Regions from separate parts of the Mus musculus genome. Here region 2 is linked to region 1. A link is a contact called in public HiChIP or PLAC-seq data. All regions are on one chromosome and are shown on one strand. Each heading gives the region's core, a stretch centred on a gene start, on an enhancer-like site or on the middle of the called end of the contact. The rest is flanking DNA. Distances are from core to core; before and after follow the strand shown.

Evidence for each region. HiChIP or PLAC-seq counts read pairs in DNA pulled down with a chosen protein or histone mark.
Region 2: a contact with region 1 is called in an H3K4me3 HiChIP or PLAC-seq map of bone marrow-derived macrophages, with 4 times the contacts expected there. The contact joins two enhancer-like sites. A contact is called at or near these places in 19 of 39 promoter capture datasets (the 3T3-L1 cell line, 3T3-L1-derived adipocytes, the HPC-7 cell line and 10 more), 2 of 15 datasets of contacts at CTCF or cohesin (embryonic stem cells and pro-B cells), 3 of 484 Hi-C or Micro-C datasets (CD4 T cells, CD8 T cells and bone marrow-derived macrophages), 14 of 115 datasets of contacts at active chromatin or transcription factors (astrocytes, bone marrow-derived macrophages, cardiomyocytes and 6 more) and 4 of 9 other capture datasets (adipose tissue, embryonic stem cells, liver and 1 more).

Annotation. Positions count from the first base shown.
Region 1 is chr6:125,333,042-125,336,433 of GRCm38.p6, reverse strand. The region is part of intron 3 of Scnn1a (sodium channel, nonvoltage-gated 1 alpha); the gene reads right to left. Among named protein-coding and RNA genes, the nearest start is that of Scnn1a, 13 kb to the right of the region's middle. Within about 2 kb of position 1,868, at least 41 of the 459 cell types and tissues checked have an H3K27ac peak or open chromatin away from gene starts, as enhancers often do. A contact at or near this core is called in bone marrow-derived macrophages and hematopoietic stem and progenitor cells, where this site is marked.
Region 2 is chr6:125,601,593-125,604,984 of GRCm38.p6, reverse strand. It overlaps Vwf (Von Willebrand factor), which reads right to left. Exons shown (of 52, transcript NM_011708.4): 14 at 1,466-1,661; 15 at 640-855. Among named protein-coding and RNA genes, the nearest start is that of Vwf, 50 kb to the right of the region's middle. Within about 2 kb of position 1,589, at least 165 of the 459 cell types and tissues checked have an H3K27ac peak or open chromatin away from gene starts, as enhancers often do. A contact at or near this core is called in bone marrow-derived macrophages and hematopoietic stem and progenitor cells, where this site is marked.

The sequences.
Region 1 (3,392 bases), core at 619-3,118:
AAGCCAGCATTTCTAGAGGTGGGCTGGATATGGAAAGAAAAGCTATATCTTAAAGGGCCACTGATCCCCACTCACTGGGAGGGGGGAAGGGCACACTGTGGTGGGTCTTAAATACCGAGCTTAAGAAAGTTTTATTTTGTATTTTAGAAGAAGATAAAATAAGATCTTATAACACACAAGATCACTTATGTAGGTAAAATATAAATTTTGTAAATGCACATATAAGAAAATGTACATTAAACACATTAGTGCAACATCCATTGAGAAGCCAAATCATGTAATGGTTAAGAGTAAAGCCTTGAGCAAGATGGCTCAGCGGGCAGAGGTGCTTGGCCCAGCAAGATGGCTCAGTGGGCAGAGGTGCTTGCTGCCAAGACTGACAACTTGAGTTCAGTCTCCAGGATCCACATTGCAGAAGGACAGAACTGACTTCCACAGGTCCTCTGACCTCTACAAGTACACCACATCATGTATGTGTATCCGTGTGTGTGTCCGTGTGTGTGTGTGCAGATATGTAATAATAATAATAAGAAGAAAATCTCACCTAGGCGTGGTGATGAGCTCCTGTGATCTAGCACTCGGAAGGTTGGTACAAGAGCATTGTTGCCAGTATGAGTCTACTTGGGGCTACACACTACATAGCGAGTTCCAGATTAGCATGGGATAAGAATGAGCCCTTGTCCAAAAAAGGGGGCTCTAGCGTGCAGCTCCTTTTGAGTAAATTCTAACTGTAGCAAACAGTAGAAAGAAAGCCAAGCAAGGTCTTTACTCTCCTCCTCTGACAAATGAAGACCACATACACAGGTAGGACAGAGAACTGAGGGCTAAGTTAAAGTATCAGTACTTAGTGAGCTGTATTAGCTTCCCACTAAGGTGGTAGGGATTGGTTACGTTGCCTAAAGGGATAAAGGCAAACAGACAGGTGAGATGGCCCAGCTGGGAAAGGCGCTTGCCACCAAACTTGCCGCCTTAATGGTTGAGAAAGACGACTCCTGAAAATTGTCTTCTACCCACTCACATGCACAAATACAAACAAGTAAGGGTAGTTTTGTCTGCTTGCTTGTTTGTTTGTTTGTTTGTTTGTTTATAAGGTAGACAATAACAAGCAGAGGTTGTAGAAAATGTAGATCCCTCAGGGTTGCTGCTGAGAACATAAAGACCTGTATCCCTGGGCAGAGTCCAGCAGCCTCCAAAATGCTAAACAGCTCTGTGACCCAGCACTGCACTCTGGGTGCATTGCAAGCAAAACCAAAACATTACCAGTATAAAATCTTACTCAGGCTCATAAAGGCCAAAGAGTAGGCATGTTCATGTCAGAAAGCTGTGGTGTGTCTGTACAACACAGCCCAGTGTTAATTGCTCATATGTGAGTTCTGACATGTGTCAGCACAGATAAACCTGGAAAACATATGCTAAGTGAAAGAAGTCACCAGTCACAAAAGATACTATATGTGTGTGTGTGTGTGTGTGTGTGTGTGTGTATATATGTATATATGTATACACATACACACATATATACATACATATACACACATATGTATATACCTATATACACATACATATGTATACATATGTGTGTATATACATATGTGTATATATACATGTATGTGTATGTGTGTGTGTGTATATATATATATATATATATATATATATATCCCAGAACCTAATAAATGTTAGACGATCAATCTACTACTGAATTGCATTACTAGCCCTTGTGTGAAATCCCCACAAAGAACAGTCCATTGAGACAAGAAGGCAGATTAGTGGTTCCCAGGGCTTGAAAGGGATGGAATGGGGAACTGCTAAGAAGTAAATGGGTTCCTTGAGGGTGGGTGAAAAAAATGTTCTAAAATTAGATAATGACAGTAGTTGCACAACTCTAAACATATTTAAAAACCACTAAAGTGTCCATATGAAAGGGAAGACTTTAACTACGTGTCATTAAGGAGAAGATTATGTCTGAGGACAGAGCTCAGCAATGGAGAGCTTGCTTGCATGTTGTGGGCTCTGGCTTTGATCTTCAGAACAAAAAAACAAAAGGAGAAAGAAATCCAAAAGAGAAGAGGAAGGAGAAGGGGAGGGTCCAGGAGACCACGAAGGGAGGGAAGAGGGTCCAGGAGGCCATGAAGGGGAGGGTCCAGGAGACCTCAAAGGGAGGGGGGAGGGTCCAGGAGGCCATGAAGGGGAGGGTCCAGGAGGCCATGCTAAGGAAGTGTAGTTAGACTCAGCAAGCCACAGGAGACTGCAGAGGATTTTAATATATTGATTGTATGCGTGTGAGTGCTCTGCCCACTTGCACATCTGTGTTCCACGAGCATGCCTGGCACCTCTGGAGGCCAGAAAAGGGTATCAGGTCCCGTGGATCTGGAGTTAGGGACAATTGTGAGCCGAATTATGGGTGCTAGGAACGGAACCTGGGTCCTCTGCAAGAGCAGCCAGCGCTCTTAGTCTGAGCCTGCGGAGTCTCTCCAGTTCCTACTTTGGAGGATTTTGAACAGGACTGACTGGAATAGTTAATATCACAAACGTACGCTCCCTGCTACGTTTCAAATGTGCCTCTCAATTCTTGGGTTGGAAAATTACTTCCCAATATGTTGGAGATGGGATCCAACAAGAAGAGACAGGACCATGGAGTGAATCCTCATGAGCGCATCCACGGAGTCCTGAGAGGGTTAGCTATGAACACATGGACGTTTGCTGGGTCGGCCCGCCCTTCCTGACCCTCTTTCCCAGACTCACTTTCCCTTCCCCTTTCTGCTTTGTTACGCATGGGAGCGTCACCAGGTTCCCGCACCAGGCTCTCAGGCTTTTTAACCCCTAGTACTATAAGAATGAGCTTCTTCTTCTTCTTCTTTTTTTTTTTTTTTCATAAACCAACCAGTCTGTAGTATTCTGCTATAGCAACAGAAATAGACAAAGACTTCTGTGAAGAATGAAGGGAAAACTTGGGGGCAGAAAGTTAGATAGTTTACAGAGTTGTCCCAACAGGCCTCGTGGGAAAGGAGATGACAAACTGAGGACCGGACCTGCATGCCAAGACTAAGATAAACAGTGGACTTGGGGGCAAGGGAGGCAAGGGCTTGGAGTGGACAAAGGTGGGAGATAACAGGGAGGCTTGGCAACAGGACAGGTACTGCTGGCCTAGGCTTAGCTGCCTCGCTTCCCAGCTGCGACTGTTTATCCCCAAACAAACAAAGAACAGGACCAAGCCATGGGATGGGCATGTGAGCACACAGAGTGAAAAGCCAGAGAAGCAGGTGACACCTGGTCCTGCTGCCACTCTCGGGTGGCACTGGAGGGAAGGGTCCCCTGTAGAGACACCGCCTCAGTGCCAGCCAGAAGCAAGAAGGTGGCCCTTGAAAACCCGGGAGCAGAGGTGGAGGAGAAAGCAG
Region 2 (3,392 bases), core at 340-2,839, 270 kb before region 1:
GGTCTCAAAAGGAAGCTTCAAGATTCTGTCTCCCAGTTGTCTAAGCCTGGACACTAGCCAAATGTCTCCAGAGGAAAAACAACAAAACAGTAAGCAGGGTTTAACTGCCCAGGGGACCACGGTGCAGGAGCAAAGACCATCTTTGATGGCAGGAATCTACCACAGCTTAGGACAGATGCAAATTCAACTAGAACAATGGCATTATTCAATGCTGCATAACTTTATACGATGCCAAAGACCGTGGGCCAGGTCCCACGTCTGCCTTGCCTGACATTACAAGCAAAGGATTCCAGCATTCCAAACTCACACCACGGCATGCTCATACAAGGAATGAACACTAGGTGGCAGCATTTACAGGCACTCTCAGCCAGGCCTATGCAACTCCAAAGTCCATGGCTTCTGTAAGGAGTTCCAACTTACTTTTACGCAGGAACCCACCCCATTACCAGCCAAGAGCAGAAGGCAGGAGAAATGGCTGCAAAAGAACTGTAGCCCCAAGTTTGTCACTGGGGCCTGTTTCCAAATGAAATTATTCAAAGAAAGTACCTTTGAAAAGGACAGGTGGACCCAGACCCACAAGTTGTCAGAAGAGTTTGAATTGATTGCCTAAAGGAGGTTAACTGGTTATGGAGTTCTCACCACAGAAGCCAGGCTCCCGCCACCCGATGTGCACGCCTTTTCGGGCACACTCGGCAGCATAGTTAGCTACTGCGTTACACAGGCAATCCCGGCTGTCGGAGCAGGAGCAAACATCATAACGGCAGTTCTGCAGATAGGGCAGAGGGCTGACTGCGTGGTGGCAGGCCTCGAACTTGGAGGACGTCAGGAGCGCACAAGCCTCCTCTGCAAACCTGGCTGTTGAAGAGAAAGGAGAGCCTGTGCAGAACAAGACGTGGCCCTGCCCGTTCCTCTGGGGCCAGCCTCAGGGACTCTAACATCCATACCTCACCCCACCCTCTTCCCCACAAACAAAGCCAGTTCCCTTTTCTGTTGCTACCAAAATTAATCTATCTGGCTCTGGCTTCTGGTGCCAATGTACAGTTCTGCGTTTGGCTCAGTAACGGGTAAATGTGCGTTCCCCAAAGACCCACTGACCGGAGACGGTGGTTAGAGTAGCAGAAGCTAGCAAGAGCAGAGATGTCGCAGCACCGTGTCCACACAGGGTCACTGCAGCGCATCTATCATACAAGTCAACTTTAAGCTCCCACACCCACCGCTGCTCTAGACTGGGTCTTTTCCGGGCCAGAAACGACCCAATATTCTATTCTTTCTTGGGATTTCACCCATGGATGGAGGGTGTTCAATAAACAAACTTTGAAAAGGAAATGAGCCAAATGTGGATCTCAACGGCCAGTGGTCAAAATAAAGGCTGGGCCAATGGCTCCGCCTTTGCCTTCCCTCTCTCTGTGTCCCGTGGAATGCCTGCCTGGACCACGGGAGACCCCGGGGTCTGCGGCTCACATACTCAAGCGTGGATTCAGGCTGCAGGGGTCGCTGTGTTGCCTGCGCAGGTCCGAACAGTCCCCTTGAAGCTTCCAGGCGTTTCCGAAGTCTACCACCAGGGGCTCCACCAAGCCGGCCGGCGTGAGGAAGTCGTCTCCCTTGTTGCCGTTGTAATTCCCACACAAGCCACAGGTCTTCCCAGAATAGACTGGGGACAGCTGCCGGAAGAAGCCGGGCCTTGGAGCAGCTGTCCCCCAGTGCCACAATGGTTCCACTTAGTTAATGAGATCATTTGCACCAAAAAATTTCCCCAGGTGAAAAATTAATGTCAGGACGACTAAGTCCCGGGCTGCGAACTGGAGGACCACTGCAAGCTATGCAGCTAGGTGTCGTGCAGCTGGCTGTCGCTCCTCAAAGAAAAGTCAGCCAGAAGGATTCTAGGAATTAGGGGGAGAGAGAGAAGAAGAAGGAGGGGGGGAGGGGGAGGGGAGGAGGAGGGACACAGGGAAAGAGAAGAGAAGGAGGAGGGAGATAGGGAAAGAGAGAAAGAGGGAGAAAGGGGGAGGGAGAGAGGGAGGAAGAAGAGGGGGAGGGAGGGAGAGATTGCCTAAGATCCCATCGAGGGTGACACGGCTGGAAAGAGCAAGCAACTTGAATCCCCCAGACCTTCGTGCTCCCTATGTCTGTGACTAAAGTGACTATCAACAGACATGGGCTAAGCAACAGTGAGAGAACATGCAAACTGTTCGTTGGACAGATATTAGTTACAAACAGACAAGGCAGACTGAGGACGGTGTAGTCCAAGCCCCCAGGAGCTTGTGTCTGGTGTCCAGGAGCAACACCTGTCTTCTAATCTCCTGCTGAGGACACCAGGAAGGAAGCAGGGCTCAGATTCTATCCCCTTCTCTCAAGGAAGCAGGGCTCAGATTCTAGCCCCGTCTCTCACTCGCTGATCAGACCTCAGCAGTGAGCCATGATGAGTTTGACCCCAAAGTGCACACTCAGGGCCAAGCAGTGGTGTGGAGGCAGCTTTTTCCCAGGACAGCTGGGGCGCCACTGAATTCCATGGTGCAGATTTGAAGAACTGGTAGGGACCAGACCCCAAGAGTCCAATGATAGCTCTGTGGGTAATCAGTGAAACCAGGTGGTCCCCGCACACCCCCCATCCTGATGATCCAAAGTCTCACAGGTCAGGCCTGAGTCCCCGTAGTCATCTTGGAAGCCCCTTCTAGCTCCCAGCTGTGACTTAACAAGGTGCATGTGGAAGGTTCCAGACCCACAGACATACATGCAACTAAGAAAGGTGGGCAAATGGCCTTCCTTGTTTGTTTTACAAATGCCAAGTCACACACACACACACACACACACACACACACACACACACACACACACAAGGCAATCAAGGTCTTTTCCCTGACTTTCCAGCTTAAAACTAAAGCACACTGCTGTGACCTCGGATGCTGTTTCTCAAAGCCATGAGGGTCTTTCAAGGTCCTTCCAGACTGAATATTTCCATAATTCCATGATCTCGTTCTTGTCTGTCCCTTCTCATTGCCTTACAAGCACACAGTGGAATTTTCCAGAGGCCCTGTGATCTGAAATGCTGTAGCAGATTGATTGCAGAAAGAGATATGAGAATCCAGCTGTCTTCTATTAAATGAATCGTTAAGGAGATCTGCAGCCATGTGCGGCCATGGTATTTTTCTTGCTGCTTACTTACTGTTGTCTCCTGATCCCCGTCTAACTTATTTTTCAAGGGAAAAGTACTTACAAATGTCTGTTAGGAAACAAGGTTTAGTATTATGTTATAAATGAGTTAAGTGCTTTAATGCCTCCGCGTTAACATTTTTTCTGTCTGGGGTTTTGCTTTTCTGTTTGTGTCAGGATCATACTATTGAGCTCAGGTCGGCTGAAACTCACCATGTAGCCCAGGCTGGCCTCCAGCCCCT